Linked DNA regions of Sus scrofa: region 2 is linked to region 1. Evidence: chromatin contacts called from public Hi-C data. All regions are on one chromosome and are shown on one strand. Each heading gives the region's core, a stretch centred on a gene start, on an enhancer-like site or on the middle of the called end of the contact. The rest is flanking DNA. Distances are from core to core; before and after follow the strand shown.

The links. A called contact is a pair of places that touch in the nucleus more often than the background predicts.
Region 2: a Hi-C map of omental adipose tissue shows a contact between it and region 1, with 2.1 times the contacts expected there. The contact joins the enhancer-like site here to the promoter of GATA6 in region 1. A contact is called at or near these places in 1 of 5 promoter capture datasets (liver), 3 of 47 Hi-C or Micro-C datasets (epiblast stem cells, heart right ventricle and omental adipose tissue) and 1 of 2 datasets of contacts at active chromatin or transcription factors (skeletal muscle).

Annotation. Positions count from the first base shown.
Region 1 is chr6:107,280,970-107,287,894 of Sscrofa11.1, forward strand. It overlaps GATA6 (GATA binding protein 6), which reads left to right and starts at 3,358. Exons shown (of 6, transcript NM_214328.2): 1 at 3,358-4,520. The coding sequence starts at 3,395. It overlaps LOC100525229, which reads right to left and starts at 1,786. Exons shown (of 6, transcript XM_021096175.1): 1 at 1,698-1,786; 2 at 1-9.
Region 2 is chr6:107,467,409-107,474,212 of Sscrofa11.1, forward strand. No RefSeq gene overlaps it. Among named protein-coding and RNA genes, the nearest start is that of GATA6, 190 kb to the left of the region's middle. Within about 2 kb of position 3,238, at least 5 of the 83 cell types and tissues checked have an H3K27ac peak or open chromatin away from gene starts, as enhancers often do. A contact at or near this core is called in omental adipose tissue, where this site is marked.

The sequences.
Region 1 (6,925 bases), core at 2,108-4,607:
ACGCTGAAACTGGGAGCCGCCGCAGTGATTGGGGGAGGCGAAGAGGAATGTAATAAAAGTGACTAAATTGGATGAGAACGGTTTATGGACCTTCTCGGTAGCAATTTAAAATTCAGAAGTGTTTAACAGCTATTTACAACGAAGAATGAAAAAAAGAAAAGGAGAATCGTGGACTTCCTCGATTCTGCACCTTCCTCCCCCGCGCTGCCTGGCCCTGTCCCCTTGTCCCCCAGGATACACAGGCTCACAAGTCACAGTTACATAGAAAGGAAACATTTAGCCATGACTTCTCACAATCTCTCCAAACTCTTAAATTTTATTATGTCCCTACCTACCCGGGTTCAACTCTATGCAACTCTCCCTTCCCCAACTGGAAACACACACACACACACACACACACACACACACACACGCGCGCGCACGCGCGCGCGCGCGCACACACACACACACACACACACACACAGCCCAAAGGCTTTCAGGGAGACTGACCTTTAGAAAATCATTTACTTCGATTTACCTGGAAAAAAAGTGTAAAAATCCATTCCTACAAAACAACTCCTCCTGCCCTAGTTAAAATTTTCGACAGCCTTCTGGGGTCACAGCTGTCGGAAGAAATCCTTTTTGTGAGCGTAAGGGAGCGAGACATACATCACGGCTCCTGCCGAGGACGAACCTGCGGGCCGCGCGACTCCCTGCTGACAGATCGGCGCTGATAACCCCGCGACGTTCATTTCCAGTCCCTTTGCCGGCGAAGGACCGTATCAGTTTGTACACAGTTGTGATAACCATTTGGAGGGAGCGAAGAAGGGGTGTGTATGTGAGGGTGGGGGTGGGGAAGTGGTATTTAGCCCTGGAACCAGGGAAGGTGACCCCCCTCCTCTTTCCAACGACTTATATGTGACTTACCTGAAGTTCTCCAGGGAAAGCTCAGAGCAAACAGGACACCAGAACTCGGAGAGCGCGACTGGCCTAGTAGCCCTTGTCCCTTCTGCGCACCTCGTGGACTAACCTTTACGTACACCAGGGCCCCGAATTAAAAGTTCTCAGAGATTAGCTGGGGAGTGCCGACGTGTACCTCCCGAAACTTCCCAGGAATTTAGTACCGTTTGTAAAAAGCGGAGCAGAGATAGGGAGCTAGGCGCTCTAGTTCCTTCTTTCCTACATCACAGGAGACTAGACCCCCGACGGCCACCAGGACCTGAGCCCCAAGGTCTCGAGAAGAGGTCGGGAAACATACACAACTACGGGGCAAAAAGTTCATTTAATGTGGAGGCAGCAGTGGGGGAGACCAGCGGAGGAAGGCACTTTCCCCTCACTTTCTGAGGGCTCGCTGACCCCCGAGATGGCGCGTCTCTCCCGCTGCGGAGACAGCGTTGGACTATGCATAGTCAACCCTGCCAGCGCCTCCCCCCCTTGAGTATGTGTGTAACTGGGGGAGGAGGAATGGGTGTGGGTCGCCAGCCAGGTCAGGCGTTCTGCCACCTCTGCCCCTCCCCCGGCGTCCCCGGGATCGGCGCCCCCTGGGTGGACTTGCTCTTAGTCCTAGGACCGCGCTCGCAGCTCAGCCCACACCCGCAGGCTGCGCGGGACTCATTGTCTGCCCTAGCAGCGCGCTCCCCTCCCCCGCCGCCCGCCTTCCCCTCCCCACCCTCTTTTCTCTCCTCCCCTCGTTCCCTCCTCCTCCTCCTCCTCTTCACCTCCAGCGCCCAGCTGCTCGCTGAGCGCAGTTCCGACCCACAGCCTGGCACCCTTCGGCGAGCGCTGTTTGTTTAGGGCTCGGTGAGTCCAATCAGGAGCGCAGGCTGCAGTTTTCCGGCAGAGCAGTAAGAGGCGCCTCCTCTCTCCTTTTTATTCACCAGCAGCACCGCGCAGACCCCGGACTCGCGCTCGCCGGCTGGCGCCTTCGGCCTCTCTCCACATTCGGGAGCACACTCCTCCACCGCTGTTCTCCATGCGCTGCGCCCACCCCAGGTTCGGCTGCTACCTCTCTTGCTCGAGCACCCCTCTTTCTTCCTCTGCACCCCCCACCCAACGCAGGCCCCTCGGCCTCGGCTCTCCGGCCCTCTGCGGGCCGCGATCGGCTCCAAGGGTGTCTATCTTATCCACTCCTGGCAGGCCGTGGCGGCTCCCAGGTTCCTGGATACCGCGGACTAACTTCTGGTGTCTTTTCCTCTCTCCGAAGCGCTTATCTGCGCGCACCCTTATCTCCGAGTTATCTTGGCGCAAAGGGGCGGGAGCCGGAGTCAGGCGCGCAGAGACTTCTTTCGTGCTATCTGGCCTGGGTCTGTGTGTGTATTAATTTTAGTATGGTTATCTCCGATGAGCCGAAACGATTTGGAAAAGCAGCCCCATAGAGGCCAGCTAGGCTGCGTTTGGCCTCCCTCCACCCCCTCCTAGTCTCCCTGTCATTCTTGCTGCTCTCCCTTTTGGGGTGGCTTCGTCTCCAGGGCGGTCTCAAGTCCCCCTTTCATCCCCCCCTTTTTTCCTCCGCGCTCCGCTCCACCCTGCTACGTCCATTCCGGAACCGTCTAGCCTTTCCGCGCCTGGGGATGACCGCGGGGTGGGCCGGGGTGGCCCAGCCGGCATGGCCCGGCCGGCGTGAGCGCACGCATCGGTGGCTGCGGGGGCGAGCGGTGTCTAAGGTGTGCGGCGCCACGGGGACGCGGGTTGGGCATGAGACTTCGCACTGCCTGTGCCCTGAAGGTCCGAGACTGCGGTCTCCGCCCAGGCGCCCCACCTCCCTGGGCTGGGTTGCATTTCTCTCTGGAGCTCGCGTTGCGTCTCGTCAGCGCAGTCCGGGAAGCTCTGGGAGAGCCAGTATGGGAGAACTCGGTGGTTTCGTTTTCTGGGACAGGTTGCTTTCCCTGCGCTAATGATTTTCAAGCGGGCAGCCTTCACACTGAGGCATTCCCTGCGAGGGAGCCCTCCGTACCGGGGCGTAATAAGGCAGCACCGACACGCACAGCTACTTTAACAAAAGTTCCTTTGTGTGCCATCGGCCGGGAGGGAGCCACTTCGGGGCGGAAGGAAAACCTTGGTCAGCCTCGCAGTCACCCCTGGGATCTGGCGCGCGTGTGGATGGAGGATGCTGCGAAGGAGGGTGGGAGGGGAGGGCGAGGGGACTCTGGAGGTGCGGGAGAAGGAGAGCGGGTATCCTGGTTCTGGGAGGACCTTGTGGCGGCTGAGCAGGCTCCATGCTCCTCTCTTTCCCCACCCCTAGAACCTGGGCCGAGACGGGATCTTTGAGGAATCTCATTATCTAGAGAGGGGAGTGGAAGTGAGAAGGGCAGCATGCGCTTTTGATAATTCCTTTTTATTTTTTCTCCCGACCCTGCCTCCCTCCCCACCCGGTCTCAGGAGCTAGAAGTCAGCTTGGAGCAGCGCGGGACCGTGGATGGCCTTGACTGACGGCGGCTGGTGTCTGCCAAAGCGCTTAGGGGCCGCGGCTGCGGACGCCGGCGACTCCGGAGGCTTTCCAGCGCGGGAGCCCTCTACGCCGCCTTCCCCCATCTCCTCCTCTTCCTCCTGCTGCTCACGGGGTGGGGAGCGTGGCCCCGGCGGCGCCAGCAACTGCAGGACGCCGCAGCTCGACACGGAGGCGGCGGCGGGACCCACAGCCCGCTCGCTGCTGCTCAACCCTTACGCCTCGCATCCCTTCGGGGCTCCTCACGGACCTTCGGCGCCCGGGATCTCTGCCCCCGGGGGCGCCCTGTCGAGCTGGGAGGACCTATTGCTCTTCACTGACCTCGACCAGGCCGCGACCGCCAGCAAGCTGCTGTGGTCCAGCCGCGGCGCCAAGCTGAGCCCTTTCGCACCCGAGCAGCCGGAGGAGATGTACCAGACCCTCGCAGCCCTCTCCAGCCAGGGGCCCGCCGCTTACGACGGAGCGCCCGGCGGCTTCGTGCACTCGGCGGCCGCGGCTGCAGCGGCCGCAGCGGCGGCTAGCTCCCCGGTTTACGTTCCCACCACGCGCGTGGGCTCCATGCTGCCAGGCCTACCGTACCTGCAGGGGGCGGGCAGCGGGCCCGCCAATCATGCGGGCGGCGCGGGCTCGCACCCCGGCTGGCCACAGGCCTCAGCGGATAGCCCCCCATATGGCAGCGGAGGCGGCACGGCGGGCGGCGGGGCGGCGGGGCCGGGCAGCGCAGGCTCGGCCGCGGCGCATGTCTCGGCGCGCTTCCCTTACTCGCCCAGCCCTCCCATGGCCAATGGCGCGGCTAGGGACCCCGGGGGCTACGCAGCTGCCGGCGGCGGGGGCGCGGGCGGCGTGAGCGGCGGCAGTGGCGGTGGCCTGGCGGCCATGGGCAGCCGCGAGCACCAATACAGCTCGCTATCGGCCGCGCGGCCGTTGAACGGGACGTACCATCACCATCACCATCACCACCCAAGTGCCTACTCGCCCTACGTGGGTGCGCCGCTGACGCCCGCATGGCCTGCGGGACCCTTCGAGACCCCGGTGCTGCACAGTCTACAGAGTCGCGCCGGAGCCCCGCTCCCTGTGCCTCGGGGCCCCAGCGCAGGTAAGGGTCGCGCAACCGCGCGGGGGTGGGGGCTCAAGGCGCCTAGGCCTGGCTGGACTGGGGGCGGGGGGGGGCGTTGCGGAACGCGGAGCAGCTGCTTGACTTGGGCATTCCTGTCTGAATGCCCAGAGTCTGACAGAGCTGATGTGCTGCTTCTGTTTTGCGAAGTGTCTTAGTGCCATTCCAGGAGAGAGTCTAGATGCTCAGATGTAGCTCAGTGTCTGGGAAGACGTCCAGGGACCTGATGAATAGCGACTGGGGTGGGCAGTTGGAAAAAATGAAAAAAAATGAGCCCAGGAGGGAAACGGACAGAGCCGAAGCCTGGTGGCAGACTCTAGTTTGCGTGGGCGAAATCGTGAGACTCCACTTGCGGGGTAATTTCGGGGAGTTTTCTGCATTTCATCCTCTCCTCAAATGCAATCTCACCCAATTCAACCCTCCAAAGGTTGGGAGTCGTGTGTGTGTGCGTTTTCCTCAAGGAGAGTGTTTTAAAAGAGCTCCAGAGTGGAAAAGGACCTAGTTGGCATTTAGCTCCCTGGCCCTCAGTGAGAGGGAAAGAAGAGAGGTCGGCTTTGTGACTGTCTGGAAGCGAAAGCTGGTGGAGGGGTCCTTTGGCTTGACATTAATTCCCCAAGTGTCTGGGTCTGTTGATCCCCCTCCCTTCCTGCGCCTGCCAGGCTGGAACCCGGGGTCCTGGGGCACCCACACTCATTCTTTCTCCAGAGTTCAAGCTAACAAGTTTTCAGTCTCCACTCTCACTCATGCTTTCCATTCCAGTGTCTGGGGGCAGTTTGGAGTGAACTGGGAAAACACAATTGTCAAAATACCTGGAAATGCCCCATCTTGAGAAGTGTTTGTCCTGCTCAAGCAGGGAGGGTGTGAACTGTTGTTGGCTGGCCTGATCAGGGCGCCTTGGCTCTTTTCCCCAGCAGTGGCATTCTGGGTCCTTCTTGATGCTTTCAGAGGTCTCTCTTATGGGTATTTAACCTGTTTGATATAACCTGACAGCCTCCTAAGACCGGGGGGAAAAAGTCTTTTTTTTTTTTTTTTTTTTTTTTCCTTTTTGAGGGGAGATGAGGGAGTCAAAGAGGAGGCAAAGACAAGGAGACACACATCAGCCTTACCCTCCCGGATGCTCTCACCTCTGGTCTGGGCTGTTTTGTGAGTGCCACCACAGCCGCCCTCCGTTTAGGGACTGCAAGTCTTTTAGGGTCAAGGGAGGCGTTGCCAACCTTGTGTTCCCTGGCAAGCTGGGAATGATAGTGGCCTGAAGGTGAAGGATCTGATTTGAACCACCCTCTCAGTAACATTGGGCTCAGAATTTCCTCTCCTCTCCCTTGTCCCCGGCTGGCCCTGGAGGCCATCCTGATGGCCTGTGGGTCCTGGTGTAGAGTCGGGGTAAGGAGGCAACCTGTTGAGGTGTGGAGCTCAGCACTGTCACCTTTCTTGCTACATAGGGACCCACGTCTGGCTCCTGAGGGGCAGAGAGACAGGGAGATGAATCTTCAAAGGACGAGGAGGGGGTGGTGGTTAGGGCGTGAGGCTTTTGTCAGTCAAGAATCCAGCCGGGAATCTGAAAGGTTGTGTGAGTTGGGTAGGGGGCAGCCCTGCCTGCTTTGCGACACACCTTCTCGTGACCTCCACCTCCCTTTGCTCTTTTCCAGCGTTTCACAGGACAGAGAAGAAGCAGAGAAGGAGACCTAGTCTATGGATGTTTAAAGTCTTTGGTTCTGTGAGGGAAATCCTTTGAGAGATTTAGTGCAGACAAGTGAAGAGTTTTTCATTTTAAACTTTGTCTATCCTTCACAATTTTTTTTTTTTCACTTTCTAGGTAGGACACTGCAGAGTTAGAAAAATTTCTGATAGACCCAGAGCATTTTTTTTTTTTTAAAGAAAAGGGGTTTGTGAGCACCCAGGTTTTGCATAAAGAGTCTTAAAAAAAAAAAAAGGCAGGAAGCTGCTGGGAATAAGCCCGCCTGGGGAGGGGGCGGTTGTGGTGAATGACCTTAACTTGGCTGGTCCTCATAGGCCTTCTTAGGCTGGAGAGACCTCAACCCCCAGTCCCTCTTCCCCCCTCCCCCCCCGCCCCCCCCCCCAGCTTCCTAAACTCTGCTTCTCCACTTTGAATTTTTTTTTTTTTAAACAAACCGTTTTTTGGAGACACTCTTTAATTGATTGGAGCAAACAGCAGGACTAAAACCTGAGCCCTGTGCTTTCTCCACTGGCACAGTGCAGGGGGGTTGGGTGGTGGTGGGTGCTGGGAACCTGCTCCATTCACCTCTCCCATGGGCTGGTGGTTTTGGGTGGGTGAGTAGGTGGGGAGTCCTGGGGTGAGCTCTATCCTTGGGGTTGGGGGCGGGGAGCAGTGCCCTCCCAGGCTCTTGCTGAGCTGGGTTCCATTCTCC
Region 2 (6,804 bases), core at 1,988-4,487, 190 kb after region 1:
TATTTTAAGGCAGATCATACATGATGGAGATGATAAAATCCCCATGGCAGTTTTGACTTTAAACATGAGGCGAGTTAACAAGGAAAGCAGCAATAAATTCAGCCCAGGGCATGACCCAGCACTAAATTGTCTCTTACAGTGTCCAGATTTCTAGCTAAGTTGTCAACCTGACATCCCCTTTCCCTGCTCAGCCTCTTCAATTCTCCTTTCAGGTTGTGCTGTTGTTTTGTTGGTTCGCTTTTGTGTCACTGCCAAGTTATCTCTGCCGTCATTTTCCCCACCTCCACCTCATTTTCGGACTCTGTTTTCCAAGTTCCTTAAGCATGACCAGGGTAATACACCCACAGCCTCCCTACTCAATCTCTCAAGTTGCTTCCCTGGTAGACGTTTTGAAACAAGCTCATGTCAGAACGTTTTGTTCAGTCTCTCCACATATAAGCGGGTGAAAGATGGAAGGACTTGGTATTTGCTGGAAGTGAAAACACGGGAGCTGCTGGCACTGACACCAGAATGTTCTTCTTGTTCTTTGCACAAGGTGATCGTGTATCCTTCACATTCTGGGTAAAAACAGCCAATGAGAACAGGTTGCCCCCAACTGGAGCCCCACAGTACGGGGAGGGTTAACCCAGAAGCCCTTAATGTGCCTGAGTAAATAGTCTGGGGAAGGATTAGACCATGTTAAACTAATAGGCTGATAATACTGATAAAGTTTTCCCAAAGATTCTTTCCACTTTATGATTAACAGTTACTTTTCTTCAAAGACAATTGGGTAAATGGTGTTGGTTTTAGGGCTTGGATCCCTCCATTCAGATAGCTACACAACAAGCCTGCAGTACCCATGGTATTATCTTTCCTGCTCCTGTTAGAAGGAAACCACGATATCATGACACACACATCACGCAGTATTTTCCTCTTGATGTTCTACGAGTCAAAATCAGGGAGATCAAAAGCCGTCAGCACACTGAATAAGCTTCTTAGAATAAAGTGTCCACAAGGCAGACAACTCCAGCTGCCCACTGGACAGTGTAAGAAGGGACGGGCAAAGGAGGATTTTCCTCAGCACATGAAAATCGCTCAGAGCCCATCTCTACTGGTGGTGTCAATTGTCCTCTGCTTCTTGCTCAGCCATGATAATAAATAACAATAATAATCATATTAAAACTGCTAATTCTTACTGGACATGTATGATAGGCCAGGCCCTATGCTGAAGGCCTGCTTACATGATCTCATTTAATCCTCACAACACGTCAGTGAGCTGGGTCCCTGTTATCCCCAATTTTATAGATGAAGAAATGAAGTCAGAAAGCGGTTATGTCCCTTGCCCAGGGCCACACAGCAAAGAAACAGAAATGAATTTAGAGCAGCACTTTGAACTCCTACACTCTCCTGCCTCTCGTATGTCTTCATACGGAAAAGTCAGTGGCAAAACCAATCAAGACATTTCATAAGATCTATTAAATAATTTGGAGAAAAGCTACTAGGAAGGGGATATTTGGTATGAACTCGGCACCCCAGCCTCAAAATGGCCCCTCATTTAGATAGGTTACATCACCTCCAATTTGAGGAAGGGACAAAGAAACTCAAAGAAGGGGAGTAATTTTGTTAAGGTCTGGGCTTTTCCTCTGCACACCAGCTTATGCCCATGTGTGGGTACATACGTGCGTGTGTGTAGGAAGGAGGGAAACAGACAAGTCCACTTAGGATGAGTAGCAAGAAATGAAGTCTTTTGTTTACTTTTTAAATATTTATTTATTTATTTATTTAGTCTTTTTGCCTTTTCTAGGGCCGCTCCCGCGGCATATGGAGGTTCCCAGGCTAGGGGTCGAATTGGAGCTGTAGCCCCCAGCCTACGTCACAGCCACAGCAATGCGGGATCCAAGCCGCATCTGCAACCTACACCACAGCTCATGACACCGGATCCTTAACCCACTGAGCGAGGCCAGGGATCTAACCCTCAACTTCATGGTTCCCAGTTGTTAACCACTGAGCCATGATGGGAACTCCACGTCTTTTCTTTAATAACCTGTCATCCTCCTTAAACTCATATCAAGTGACTGCAGCTGCTGGGGTGTCCCTGAAAAAGGAGAGATGGGGTGGGTGGGAATGACTGTGGTGAGCCTCAGGGGTCAGGGGCTCTGGGGACTGTCCCTGAGGACAGATAAAGTCTGGATGGTGGCAGCTGAAGGGGCACAGGCTTGGCAAAAGGCTGGACTCTTAATCAGCATGGAATAGCACCACTTGTAGGCACCACACAATGTCGTTTCTAAATCCTCTCCCCACACTCAGACAGCAGCATGTAGCTCTAGGTCTCGACTGTTGAGAAAAATTTTTGCTAAGATAGGCCCATGTGAATCAACCTCAAGTTCAGAGTCCTGCTCTCCCTGCAAGGGACTTAACCCCACAGAGGAGAACTGTTCCACATGCCAGGCTCATCTGTCTTGTCTGCTTGTCAGAGCCTCGCAGAAGCTCAGGGTGAAGAAATGTCCTGTTCCAACCTTCAAACAACGGAGAGCGTTTCTCCAGCCACCTTCACCACCTCAAGCTGTGGTGCAGTTGCAGAGAAACCTGACAAGTTCCTTCAAAACTGGAAACAGGAAGCGGCCACACATGAAATTTTGGACTCCTGAATGTGAGTTAATACATCAAGCAGCTGTACTGAATGTGACCATGAACTGGTGTTCCTCTGAATGCACTTAATAGCACAGCCAAATTTGAACTTCCTGTATTCCCCTGCAAGCATCCTTGCAAATCTGGCCTCTCGGTGACGTGGGTGAGCTGAGCATTTTTAGGACTTGGGGACATTGTGTTAAAGTGGAGGCAAAGAACATGATAGAGAAGAATGATGTATAAGAACAACAAGGTGACCCAGGAAGAGAGATGAGCCCTTCTAACATTGGAGACTGACTCTGAGAAGAGCATGAGGGTTCCTACCATTACATAAGAATAGGAAATATTTTGTAGGAGACTTAGTAACGTAGTAACTATTGAGCATTCTAATGCAGCGTATCCAGATGAGTGTGGGAATTGGTAGCTGTTGAAAGCAAGGTCCTGATTTGTAGATTTACAGCAACCTCTCATTGGCCAAAGAGATGGACCATAGCTGGCTTGTTTAGGGAAAGCAAGGAAATGTTTGAGGGATCTTCAAAATCCTTGGGCTAAAAGTCCATATGAAACACTATTCAGGCAACTTCCTCGAGGCTAGGAAGTCAGTTAGTTTTGTATTTCTGCCAGTTCTAGAAATAAATACAATACCTTGCATCTTATTTAAGCCTATGATCTCACTCTGCCCTTCACAACAGCCCCGTGAGGTAAGTGGCCCATAATCTTCTTGACGTCTGTTCTGCGGATGAAAAACAGTCAGAGGGAGATTCAGGGGCTCGATTCCGGCTTCCAGGTTGTTTCTCCATGGGGCCTGGGGCCCAGGTCTTCTGACAGCCCTGCGGCTATGTCTCCGCCAGTCACACAGAATAACCTGCTCAGTTGTCACATAGTAAATGCAGGGTGTGTCTAAGAATGGTGGGGGTGCTGGTAATAGCTGAGTGTGGGGGTGAAGAAAAGATAGTGGAGGACACCTGGAGATGATATTCTGCTTCTTCCCAGGGCGAGGATAAAGGTTGAAACATGAACATGGGGCCCGTGGGGGTTCCCTCCCATCACAGGCTCCTTTCCCTTGTCCCCGGAGCTGTCTCTGGGTGAGGATAAGCACCGTGATTCATGAGTTGCTAAAGACTTCGGAGGAAACTACTCTTATATAAACACCACTGATGTGGAATAGCTGTAGAGATCCAATTATTCAAAGTTGACTTTTATTGTACTTTCCAACTGAATTTGTTGTCATTCCTCATCTCTGTCCCTTTCCTTTAGTTGAGAGGTTTTTTTTTTCTTTTCTTTTCTTTTTCTTTTTTTGCAAACACTCCTATCTCGGTAGCTTCATATAATTAGAACTGACTGTCTTGCTTGCCTCACATTGAAAATGAGTGTTTCTGGGAGTTCCCTGGTGGCTCAGCGGGTTAAGGATCTGGTGTTGCCATTGCTGTGGCATGGGTTTGATCCTTGGCCTGGAAACGTCTGTGTGCCATGGTATGACAAAAAAAAAAAAAAAAAAAAAAAAAAAAAAAAGAAAGAAAGAAAATGAGAGTTTCTGAGCAGTGTGCACTGATGATGGGCAGGCATGTCTGTCAAGTTGGGGCTCCTCATGCACCAGAGGCCTCTGGGATCACCAAGCGCATTTCCATCAAGCCCGCAGGAGTAAGAAAAGCCTGCAGCACTGCAGGTGGAAAGGCTGCCATGGGCCCTTTTGGAAATGATACCTGCCACTTCTGCTTAGATCCATTGTCTAAAATTTGGTCACAGGTACACACCTACCTATGGCGCATGCAGGGAAGACATCCTGATTTGTGCCAGGAAAGAAGGGAATGGGTTTGAGAAAAGCCAGCAGCTGTACCCCACTGTTTCTTCACATAGGTGTTTTTCTTAACAGAGCAGTGCTAGGCCATGAGCTTGGACCCAAAATCAGAATGTGCAGGGTGACTACCTGGATGGATGAACCACTTATGTGGAGTAAGTCCAAGTATAGCAGAGATGCCTCTACTGTAAATGCACTCTTTTAGGTTGAAAAAGGTTTTCAAATAATCAAGCTCGTGAACTAAAACACAGGAAAAATGAACAGGCAAAAAGAAAGAGAAATGCCTATAGGGAACCACTATTACCATTTGATACATTTTCTTGCAGTCAATAGTTTTGAGAATATTTTTAAATTAAAATAGTTTTATTTAAAATCCATTTCCAAACTTTCTGTTTATTGACATTTAAACACAGACTTTACGTGATTGCAGTAGGGGATGACAGTAATTTTTTTTTCTTTTTACAGCCGCATCTGTGACATATAGAAGTTCCCTGGGTTGGAGTCTAATTGAAATTCAGCAATACCAGATTCAAGCCACATCTGTGACACCAGATTCAAGCCACATCTGTGACCTATGCCACGGCTTGTGGCAACACCAGATCCTTAAGCCACTGAGCAAGGTCAGGGATCAAACTCACATCCTCACGGACCCCTTGTCGGGTTCTTAACTTACTGTGCCACAAAGGGAACTCCAAGAAGAAATATAATTTTGAGGCTTATCATTTTTCATTCTCTAATAACATTTTAGTGTTATTTAGTGTTTATTTAGTGTTATAGTGCATTATGACCAACAGAGGACATTTTGGCACCCATTTTCATGAACTCATTTAAGATTTTCCACATTTTTTCACATATCAGTACAGTCTTCATATTTACAATCTTTAATATCATGTATATTTTGCTGAGTTTCAACTCAACCATAATAGACTTAATTATCCTCTTTTTATAGATTTTCATTTACTTTTCCCCTACTCTGTAGTGTACAGGGTTGGTACCTCATTCAGATCTCCTCAAATCCTTTTCAGCATTTCTGTGTTAATAGAAATGCAAATCATTTTAGTTTTTTTAGAAGACTACCTGGAAGAACCTATTACAATTTAAAATTCATATGCTCTTTGACTCTAAAATCCCTTTTAGGGACTGGTGATTTTATTTGTACAGGATAGAGTCTCAGAAATAAGATGTTTGGATAGGAATAGAGATTATTCATAGTAGCAAAACAGAAAAAAAAATCACCAAATCCCAGAGGAAACTAACAAAAACATGGGAACAAAGTGATTATCCACTAATAAAATATTATGCAGCCATTAATGAGAATAAAATGGAGCTATACCAGTTGAATTGAAAGGATTTCTATGAAGTACTGATGAGTAAAACAAAATGCAAACAACTGTGTAGAGTGTATAGAGTATGATTCCATTTCTGGAAAACAGGACAGAAATTTTAAAAAGTCTATGTGTATAACATAGATGAGCCAAATAAAAGCACAGATGTATTTATTTTCCAGCCACAAACTATTTTTCCAAGTAACTGGAATACTGATATTCAAGTGAAGGTTATCTGTTTCTCTAGAGCAGAAATTATCACCCATTTCCAATATCTAATGAGAACAAGCACCTTAAATATGTGGTCCAAAGACATACATTTAGAATCCAAGGACTTAAGGGGACATTTGCTTCAGAGGCACAGAGGTGATGCCATTCTTTTTTTTTTTGGCCACCCAGCGTATGGAGTTCTCAGGCCAGGGATCAGATCTGAGCCACAGCTGTGGCAACACTGGATCCTTAACTGGATCAAACCTGCATCCCAGCACTCCCAAGACGCCGCTGATCCTGTTGCACCATGGCCAGAACTCCCCATGCTATTCTCAATTACGTAATGATTTTGTTTTACGTTTTCAGTCCTGCTTTAAAGGTGCTATGACACTTTTTTTCTGGAGGAAAATAAAATAATGTGATAAAGAGTGTCACTTCGAAATGATAGGGATGACAATAACTAAAAAAGTGCTTATATGTTCTAGATAGTGGGCAAATTGCTTTAAAGATATTACCTTACATGTCACAATTCTGAGTTATTATTATTCTCTCCATTTTCCAGAAAAACCCAGAGAGATTAATATTTATCCAAGGTTATACAACTTCTGCGTGGCCAAGCCAGACTTGGAATCAGTGTCTGGATTCAAACCTGTGTGCTTAACTGTCTTCCTAATGGCCTTTCTTTTTACTGTCTTTCTGTAACATGAACCTCTTTCCATACATGGAATGCATGCATTCTTGAAGTATCATAGGTAGAGTTCATTTTGGGGGGTTGAAGCATAGTTTTTTATCGATTTATATTTTAAAATCAGATATGTGTCCCTAAGGTGTCAATGGTGGTCAAATAACATTATACATTGTCTG